Regions from separate parts of the Sus scrofa genome. Here regions 1 and 3 are each linked to region 2. A link is a contact called in public HiChIP or PLAC-seq data. All regions are on one chromosome and are shown on one strand. Each heading gives the region's core, a stretch centred on a gene start, on an enhancer-like site or on the middle of the called end of the contact. The rest is flanking DNA. Distances are from core to core; before and after follow the strand shown.

What was found. HiChIP or PLAC-seq counts read pairs in DNA pulled down with a chosen protein or histone mark.
Region 1: a contact with region 2 is called in an H3K27ac HiChIP or PLAC-seq map of alveolar macrophages. The contact joins the promoter of MYH9 here to the promoter of LOC106510284 in region 2. A contact is called at or near these places in 1 of 5 promoter capture datasets (fetal skeletal muscle) and 1 of 2 datasets of contacts at active chromatin or transcription factors (alveolar macrophages).
Region 3: a contact with region 2 is called in an H3K27ac HiChIP or PLAC-seq map of alveolar macrophages. The contact joins the enhancer-like site here to the promoter of LOC106510284 in region 2. A contact is called at or near these places in 3 of 5 promoter capture datasets (fetal liver, fetal skeletal muscle and liver), 11 of 47 Hi-C or Micro-C datasets (blood, epiblast stem cells, fetal heart ventricle and 8 more) and 1 of 2 datasets of contacts at active chromatin or transcription factors (alveolar macrophages).

Annotation. Positions count from the first base shown.
Region 1 is chr5:11,364,336-11,367,168 of Sscrofa11.1, reverse strand. It overlaps MYH9 (myosin-9), which reads right to left and starts at 1,566. Exons shown (of 45, transcript XM_021091538.1): 1 at 1,346-1,566.
Region 2 is chr5:11,542,153-11,544,997 of Sscrofa11.1, reverse strand. It overlaps LOC106510284 (apolipoprotein L3-like), which reads left to right and starts at 1,583. Exons shown (of 8, transcript XR_002343910.1): 1 at 1,583-2,230; 2 at 2,370-2,464. LOC100156062 (apolipoprotein L3) reads right to left here and starts at 1,447. Exons shown (of 4, transcript XM_021091541.1): 1 at 889-1,447.
Region 3 is chr5:11,410,603-11,413,302 of Sscrofa11.1, reverse strand. All of the region lies in intron 3 of MYH9 (myosin-9), which reads right to left. Among named protein-coding and RNA genes, the nearest start is that of MYH9, 46 kb to the right of the region's middle. Within about 2 kb of position 1,447, at least 45 of the 83 cell types and tissues checked have an H3K27ac peak or open chromatin away from gene starts, as enhancers often do. A contact at or near this core is called in alveolar macrophages, epiblast stem cells, fetal liver and 6 more, where this site is marked.

The sequences.
Region 1 (2,833 bases), core at 317-2,816, 180 kb after region 2:
TCTCCTTCAAGTTACTCAACAGTTACTTTGCAATCCTGTTAAAGCCAGGAAAGGGTGCAGTGAACCAAGAAGTGACTGGGCCTCTCAATTACCCAGCGGAGAGAGCCGCCGGTCTCCAGGACCTGGGACTTCCCAGGAACCTTCTCCCCACACCGGCTGGGTGGGGCCACAGACAACAACCCCAGCGCTCACCCTGCCCCCAACTCAACACAGCCGGCAACGTGGTCCAGCGGGGTTCTCGGTCTCCGTTTGAGACGCCGGGGCTCTGGGAGAGCTGGGAGGGGGGGGTGCAGTCCTGCCCTGGGCGCGGCCCCAGGACAGCAAGGGGTGAGCACCCAGCCCAGGGAAATTGACGGGGTGGGGGTGGGGGATAAGTAGAAAGCCCTGGATCTGGCCCAAACAGGGACGATGCAACAGCCCAGGCCAGGTCGTGAAGGAGCTGGGAGCAGCTCTCCCCGCCCCCGCCCCGGTGGGTCGGCCCGCAGGTGCGGTGGAATCAGGTGCGCGCCGGGACCTCGGAGATGGCTGCGGGCCTTCCCGGGCCTGTCTCTCCCGGGGATAAGTCAAAGGATGAGGGTCAGCGGGGGAAAGGCAAGTCTTTCCTTCCTCGAGCCCGGATCCCCGCCAGGTCCCTCTTCCCGGTGCACCCACCCGCACCTCGCCCGGTCCCCCTCCTCCCCCTGCCGATCACAGACGGGCAAATAAGGAAGTCGGTAGCGGAGGGCGGAAACTGAGCGGAGCTCAATGTCTGCTGCAGGATTGTCCGATTCTGAGTCAGTAGGACGCCCTGACAGCTGCCAAACGGTCCCTGTCTGTCCGTTACCTCGGTTTCGAAAACGCCTGGAAACTTCCAAAGAAGCCCGGGCTCCAAGACCCCCCTCCCTACTCTCACCCACGCGGCTGGGTCCGAGGCACAGAGGCTCCCGGAAGGGGTTAAAAAGTTTGCCTAACTTGGGCACTGGGCGAGGCGAGGGCGGGGCCCGTGCCCCGGCAGCTGGGGTAGGTCGAGGCTGCCGGGTGCCCGGCAGGCGGAGTGCGCCGACGGGAGAGTGGAGAGGATTGGGGGTTTCCGGGGAGCGCCCGGCCCCGAAGACTTCCTCTGCTCCCGAGGCCTCGCTTCCAGGGGCGCCGTCCCCTAGCGCCCGCGCAAGGGTCCCGGACCCTCTCCGCGAAGGATGCAGTGCCCCGGCCGGGCCCCGCAGCGTTCGTGCCCGCCCAAGTCGGTCACTGGCCGCGAGGCGGCCGAGAACCACAGGTCTGCCGGCTTGCTCCAGACGCCGCGCTTCCCGTCGCCCCCGCCCCCGCCCGCCTGCCCGGGCGGGACCCGCCGGTGGGGCTAGCTCACCTGAACCTGGATCTGCCCGAGGGAACTGAAGCTGCTTCTCCCGAGAGGGCTTTCTCTAGAGCTCAGGCGACAGTGGAGTGGGGCGAGCGCGCGAGGCGGGAGCTGCAGCAGGTCAGCCTCGCTCAGACTTCGGTGCCCTGCCCAGGAACCGCGGTGATCTGCGCGCCTCACCGCACCCTGCTCAGCTCCTCGCCTCCTTCCCGCCCCGCCCTCGCAGTGCCCGCCCATTCGGAGCCCAGCGCCGGCTGTGGGGCGGAGCCTGGAGGGACGTACACGCCCCCCAGGCTGTTGCACCCACTCCAGCCCGCTTGTGGTTAAGATGGACAGGCACCTGGACCTGTAAGAAGGAGGCGGGAGGAGCCTGTGGGGCCAGAGGGGTGGGATTCATCCTCCCCATCCGCCCCCACCTCCGCCTTCTGCACCTTCCCCCGCGCTTCCTAGGCGCGAGCCCCGCCCCCTAGGGCGGAACCAAAGAGCATCCAGGTTCCAGGAACCGGATTGACACAGTGAGAGTCCAATCAGGAGGAGGAGACTCTCAGCGGGCTCCAGGCCGGGATTTTGGTGCACTGCCCGAGCCAGGGCGAGGTGGGGCGGGAGGAGGCTGGGAAGGTCCGGGATTCTGACACCCCGCCCCGCGAGCTGATTTCCGTGACCCATGTCATCCTACCAGAACACATATGAAGTACCATATATGGGAAAAGTGCTGTTTTACAATTAAGATGGCCTGTGGGGGCGGACATGGACTCAGCCCTGGATCCGTTGTGGGAGCCCTGAGTTCGATCCCTGACCCTCTTTTTAGAGTGGGCCGGGAGTCTTTCAGCCTCCAGACCGTTGCTCAAACGGGTTCCCTCAGCCTGGAGTGCTGCTCTTTACCTCTATCTTCCTTTCAGATATTTTTGCAAAATGTTTTCTTAGGTTTTTTTCCTAGGTAGGCAAAGCACACTTTGTTTTTTTTTCGGTTTCTGCCTACAAGAGGATTAAATTTTTTAATTTTTAAAAGAATTGTTTACATTTTTAATCCATTTGGAATTCATTCTGATTTTGAAGTGGGAAAGAAATCTAACATAATTTTTGTGATAGCCAGCTGTCCACACACCATCACCACCTACCGAACTCATATATTCTTGGATCTATTTCTGAGGTGTATCCATTGATCTTTCTGTGTGTTCCTGTGCCAGTTCCACAATGCTTTAAGGATGGTAGCTTCATAATACATTATATATCTAAAGGGGCAAATTTCTCATTACTCTTTCTTTTTGGAATGTTCTTCCGATCATGACTAAACTATTCTTCCAAATGAACTTCAAAAGAAGTGCGATCTAAAGTCAAGAGAAAACTGGAAAACAGATTTTGCAACTCTGTGACAAAGAATTATTATCAATGATGTGTAAAGAACTCTTCTACGGCCATTAAAAAATAAATAAGTAAATAACTCCAAAATAAAAATGACCGAAAAGAAAAAGATGACTTAAAAAGAAGAAGTAAGGA
Region 2 (2,845 bases), core at 334-2,833:
AGGTTCAAACCCTGGCCTCACTCACTAGGTCAAGGATCTGGCATTACTGTGAGCTGTGGTGTAGGTTGCAGATGCTGCTTGGATCTGGCATTGCTATGGCTGTGGTGTGGGCCGGCGACAACAGCTCCAATTCGACCCCTAGCCTGGGAACCTCCATATGCCACAGGTGCGGCCCTAAAAAGACAAAAAGACCAAAAGAAAAAAGAAAAAAAAAAGAAATCCCCATCACAAGCAGCCTCAGCACTGCACCTGGGGGGCAGCCTCCAGGAGGCCAGGACACAAGGAGGAAAGGCTCCAGAGTTCCTGTGGTGGCTCAGTGGTTAACGAATCCAACTAGGAACCATGAGATTGTGGGTTTGATCCCTGGCCTCGTTCAGTGGGTTAAGGATTTGGCATAGCTATGGCTGTGGCGTAGGCCAGCAGCTGAAGCTCCGATTCGGCCTCTAGCCTAGGAACCTCCATATGACACAGGTGTGGCCCTGGAAAATACAAAAAAATACAAAAAACAAAAACAAACCAAAAGAAGGAGAGGCTCTGACCCCCACCCTCCTCCACCCCCCTCTGCTTCCACCAAATTTCCCAGAGGGCTGAGCACCCCGACATCCACCAGACTCCTGGGGTCACCACTCACGTCTCAGGAGTTCAGATCCAGAGCTGGGCACACCGAGCTCTGTGCTGTCTGGGGGCCCAGGGGTGGGAGGAAGCAGTCAGACAAGCCTGCCTCCAAATCCAGGCTCTGCCACTGCTCAATGTGTGGCCTTGGCTCCATTCCCTGAGCTCTCGGAGCTTTGATTTCCCTTCCTCCGTAAATCAGTGACAACCACGCTTTTCTCAGAAAGTGGTCCTGAGGATGGGGAGGTGGGCGGGGTCCTCCCCTCCCCTGCTTACCCAGGAGTCTTCCTTGGGCTGAGGGTGAGCACGAAGCAGCTCCTCTCACCGTGAGGATCTGGTCCCCAGCTGTGCGGCTCTGCAATAACCAGACACACCCTCTGGGTCCAGATAGAGCTGAAGAATCGAAAGAGAAAAGGAAAGCTCTCTCTTCTGAGTCGCCCAGGTCAAACAAACACTCTGCCCGCCCACCAGGCCCTACCCTGGGCTATTCCTACCCTCCCTGCTGACCCCTTAGAGAACAACCCCAGCCCTGATTTTCCAGGGCCTTCTTGGCTCAGCCCATCCTACCTTGGGCTCTGTGAAGGAAGACCTGCCACCAACAGACTGTGAGGCCCTTGGCAAATCACTTTCTCACCCCAGGGGCTTCTTCCCAGCCCCCTCTGCCCACTCCACCTCCCACACTCAATGCCGGCACTTGGCAAAGTCACTGAACTTCAGATGCCCACTGAATACTGGTCATACTCGGGCTGCTGAATTCCACGCCCATGCCAGTTCTAGGCATTTGCCACACTGGTTCTCTGCCAGGAACACCTGCTCCTACCACCTGGAAAAATCATGCTCATCTTCCAAAGCCCAAAGCTGACATCGCCTCTCTGAGAAGCCCTCCGGACCCTCCCCTGTGGAGTCCATTGTCCCCCGCTCTGCTGCCATGGAATCTGCGAGAGGGGCCTCCACTCCTTCGGTCAGGTCCCTCTAGACGTGTTCCCTGATGGCAGGGACAGCACCAGTACTTTCAGGTCCCAGCGACCTGCCCGAGGAGGCCCAGCCTTGGCGGTCAATGCCATTTGGATGGATGCAGAAGCTTGTGAGAAGGGCTGAGTGCGCTTTTCTACCCAGGTTTGTTTCCACTTGACAACAGATCTTCTCTCCAGGTGGAGGAATCTTGTAGGAAAGGCAGGGTGCTGGCAACCAGAAAACCTGTAAACAGAAAGCCAGTCCTGTTTTCTGTTTGGTTCCTGAACAAAGAGCCATGGCGGACGGAGGGCTGAGCAGGCACCAGGTGCTGAGCTGGCACCATCCACACATTTCCTGTTTAACCCTCCCGTCAGCTCCAGGAACTGCTGGCTCCATTTTACACATAAAGAAACTGAGCAGGTCCTACAGCCTCTAAGCCATGCAGCTGGACCGCTGTTGGACTTTTCTGATTTGCCCCCAAGGAGAAGGGACTACAGGGGGCCTAGACCCCCCCACCTCATGGAGGCCAGCCTCATCTCCATCAGGGCTGCTTCATCCCAGGAAATGTCCCTGGGCCATTATGGCCTCTTCCCCCCAGCTTCAGCTTTGGTCGGTCTCACAGTCACCCCGTGATGCAGGTTAGGACTCTGATCCGATTTTGCAGGTGAGGAAGCCGAGGGGAGGGGAGAGGCAGGGGCTTTCTTCTAGCAACTTGGGGGCTTTTGTTTGGGAGAAAACCTCAGCAGGTGCTTCCTGCAGAGGTCCACGTGTTCAAACACCCCACCCCATGCTCTGCCCCCAAGGCTCAGAGCACGGGCGAAAGGGAAGCCCCTGAGCACAGACACTGAGGGGCTCGGGAGATGAACGTGCAGCTACTCCGCCCACCATCCTGCAGCAGGTGAGCCCATGACCCCACAGGAACTGCTCTGACTCACGGACAGCCTCCCCTGGAGCACTGGGCACTCTGGGGACAGTGGCTCTGGTGTCATCCCTAATGGGTCACAGAGTGAGGAAGAGCGAGGGGGCAGGAGCACAGTCACCCCTCTCACTCACTCACTTTAAACCTCAGGCAGAAAACAGGAAGCAGAGGGGGGCAGGCAAAGCACGGGGGCCTCCCAGGGTGACACCTGACTGGCATCGGGGCACCGCGGCCACCATTTCCCAAGCGCCCTTGGCAGCGGGAGAGCGGCGAGGCCTCGGGTGGGGTGGGCGTCCCGACTCACTTCCTGGCCAGGTAGCCCCTGCAGCAGGCCTGGAAGCCGATGATGACGTCCGTGAT
Region 3 (2,700 bases), core at 198-2,697, 130 kb after region 2:
GTCATAGCCCTGGTGCATCCCAGCGGGACCCTCCCAAACACTCCCTCCAGAAGCCCTTCCCTCACGGTGCTCACAGGACAGGGACCCTCGAGAGTCCAGGCCACTCCACTGTTTGCCTGAGTCCTGATTTGGACCTAGATGGACTGAAGGCTTATTTGCACATACCCTTTCTTCCTCCAAACTGGAGGAGACAGACAGGCCGACAGGAACCCAACAGCCCAGAAGCAAGGGCGTGCGTCCACCAGAGACCACCCTGCTCTGGGGAACAGGCGCCCCACCTGACTCCTCCCTCCTGCCCTGGTCCTGACGCAGCCGGGATGGCGAACGAGACAGGGTTACAAGAAAAGACAGGGTTACAGGAGTTCCCGTCGTGGCGCAGTGGTTAACGAATCCGACTAGGAACCATGAGGTTGCGGGTTCGATCCCTGGCCTTGCTCAGTGGGTTAACGATCTGGCGTTGCCGTGAGCTGTGGTGTAGGTTGCAGACGCGGCTCGGATCCCGCGTTGCTGTGGCTCTGGTGTAGGCTGGTGGCTATAGCTCCGATTCAACCCCTAGCCTGGGAACCTCCATATGCCGCGGGAGCAGCCCAAGAAATAGCAACAACAACAACAACAACAACAACAACAAAAAAGACAAAAGACAAAAAAAAAAAAAAAAAAAAAAAAAAAAGACAGGGTTACAAATCTCTGCAGAGGTTTTCAACTCTTTTAAAAGCAGCAGCAGCCCTTCCTCAGATAAAATCTTCCTGAATCCCCAACAGGAACAGCAGGAGATTAAAAACCAGAGCTGCCAGGGCAGGGGAGCCAAGGTTCCAAGGGGCACACTTTACAGCCAGCAGCCCACGTGTCTAAGCTGCTGCAGAGAGAAGAAAGCCACTGGCTACGTGCTCCAGAGCCCTGGGTACCAGGGCCCCCACTTTGCAGGTCCCCTCCGGATGCCTGGCCCCCTGGCCTCTGGGGAAGGGGGCGGGGGGCTCCCCCCCCCCCCCCCGAGAACTGAAGCCTGAGGCATACAGTGCAGGTGCTCAGAAACTGTCCTCAACGACCCGAGCCCTTGCCAGCTCTCCCGCTGTGGGGCCTCCTCAGATCAACAATGAGAAAGGTTTTAAATTACATATTCAGCACTGAGGCCAAACCCCCCCACCCTGATTTTATTTTAAGCCCCAAATGCTCCAGGCCTTTCAGAACCAATGTCAGCCTGGAAGCCCCGGCAGCGCAGGTGGGCAGAGGGGAGCCCTGACCGCAGGTGTTTCGGCCCAGGTAGAGGCTGGCACTAGGGGCCTTCTTGCTCACTTCCTCTGTGAGAGGAGCTGCCGATTCTTGTCCATAAAAGGCCACGAGGCTCACGCCGCCGCTGCGATGTGACATCAGCCCCGACAGGAAGTACAGAAGGAAGGGAACAAGCCTGGTTCACCAACGACCGCCGCCCGGGACTGACTCACCGGGAGCTCGCTGGGAGAAGGCCTGGCGGGCTTCCGGCGGGGCTGCTCTGGGGCCACCTGCAAGAGAGCCCTGCCCATGGGACCCATCTGCATGCAGGTCACCCAGGTTGCCTGAGCACTGACCGAGTCATGGATGTGAGCCAGGAGAAAATGAAAGCAAAGGGCACTTTCAGGCTGGACGACACGCCTGCGTGGGGTGACAGGGACAGCGTAACCCAGGACAAACAGGCTGGAGTCTTCCCACCACCCAGGGGACCGTCTTTCACAGAAACTGCACAGCAGACCCCTGGCTGCACAGCGCCTGCTCCGTTCAAACTGCTGGGACAGACGCCTGGACGGCAGAGTCACCTCTCCCGAAACCCTCTCGGGGACGGCACCACGGTCTCCACGGGCCAAAATGCAAAGCGCTTCAGCAAGTGTAGAACCCATGGGAGAGACTTGTGGGTCTGAGCTCAGAATCTGGGAGCTGGGAAGGCTCTAGAAAACATGTGGCCCAATCACCGGCATCCAGAGCGCAGGACCCCCAGTCCCAAGAAACGACTTGGTCAAAGTCATGTAAGCTAGGCCACACATTCAGGCCTCTAGACGCCTAGGTCCTCCCCACGGGGTCCACACAGGGTAGGGCACTCAGTGCCATCAGCCGTCTCGCCTCTGCGCTGCACGGAAAGGGCCGTCCCCACTCATGAATTGTTGCATGGGCCTTGCAAGCTGCCTGCTACTTTCTCCAAAGCCAGCCCAACTCACGAGCTAGGGTTCCAAGTGCCAGGGAAGCAGACGGAGAGGTGAGTAAAAGCAGGTGCAAAATAATGCTGCCCACTAGCAGAGGCCACAGGCGGATGCTGGCCTCGTGTTACAGCGGCCGACCTGTCTGCCTGCCTGCCCTGCAGGCAGCCAGCAGGGAGAAAGCACATGGCCTGGTCATCAGCAGTGTTCTCTCCAGGCACAAAGGTGGGCCCAGACCGAGCAGACGCTCCATCAGCAGCTCTCCACGCCAGAAGCCACTGGCCCCACCCTGTGCCTCCACCCACACACTCCCCCAGGTAAAGCCCCTTGTCCGAACCTGGCAGAGGAGGCCCAAGCCCCCCGTTACGGGAGGCAGCATTCCCCCAGCAGCACCCCTGACAATTAGAAAGAAGCCCAAGAGACTGCTCCCTCATTGTGTAACAGGGCAAGCGAGGCCCCTCTCCACCCCCAGCACTCAGGCAAACCTGCCCAAACCAATGCTGGCTGTTCATCCACCTTCCCCGTGGGCGTGGAC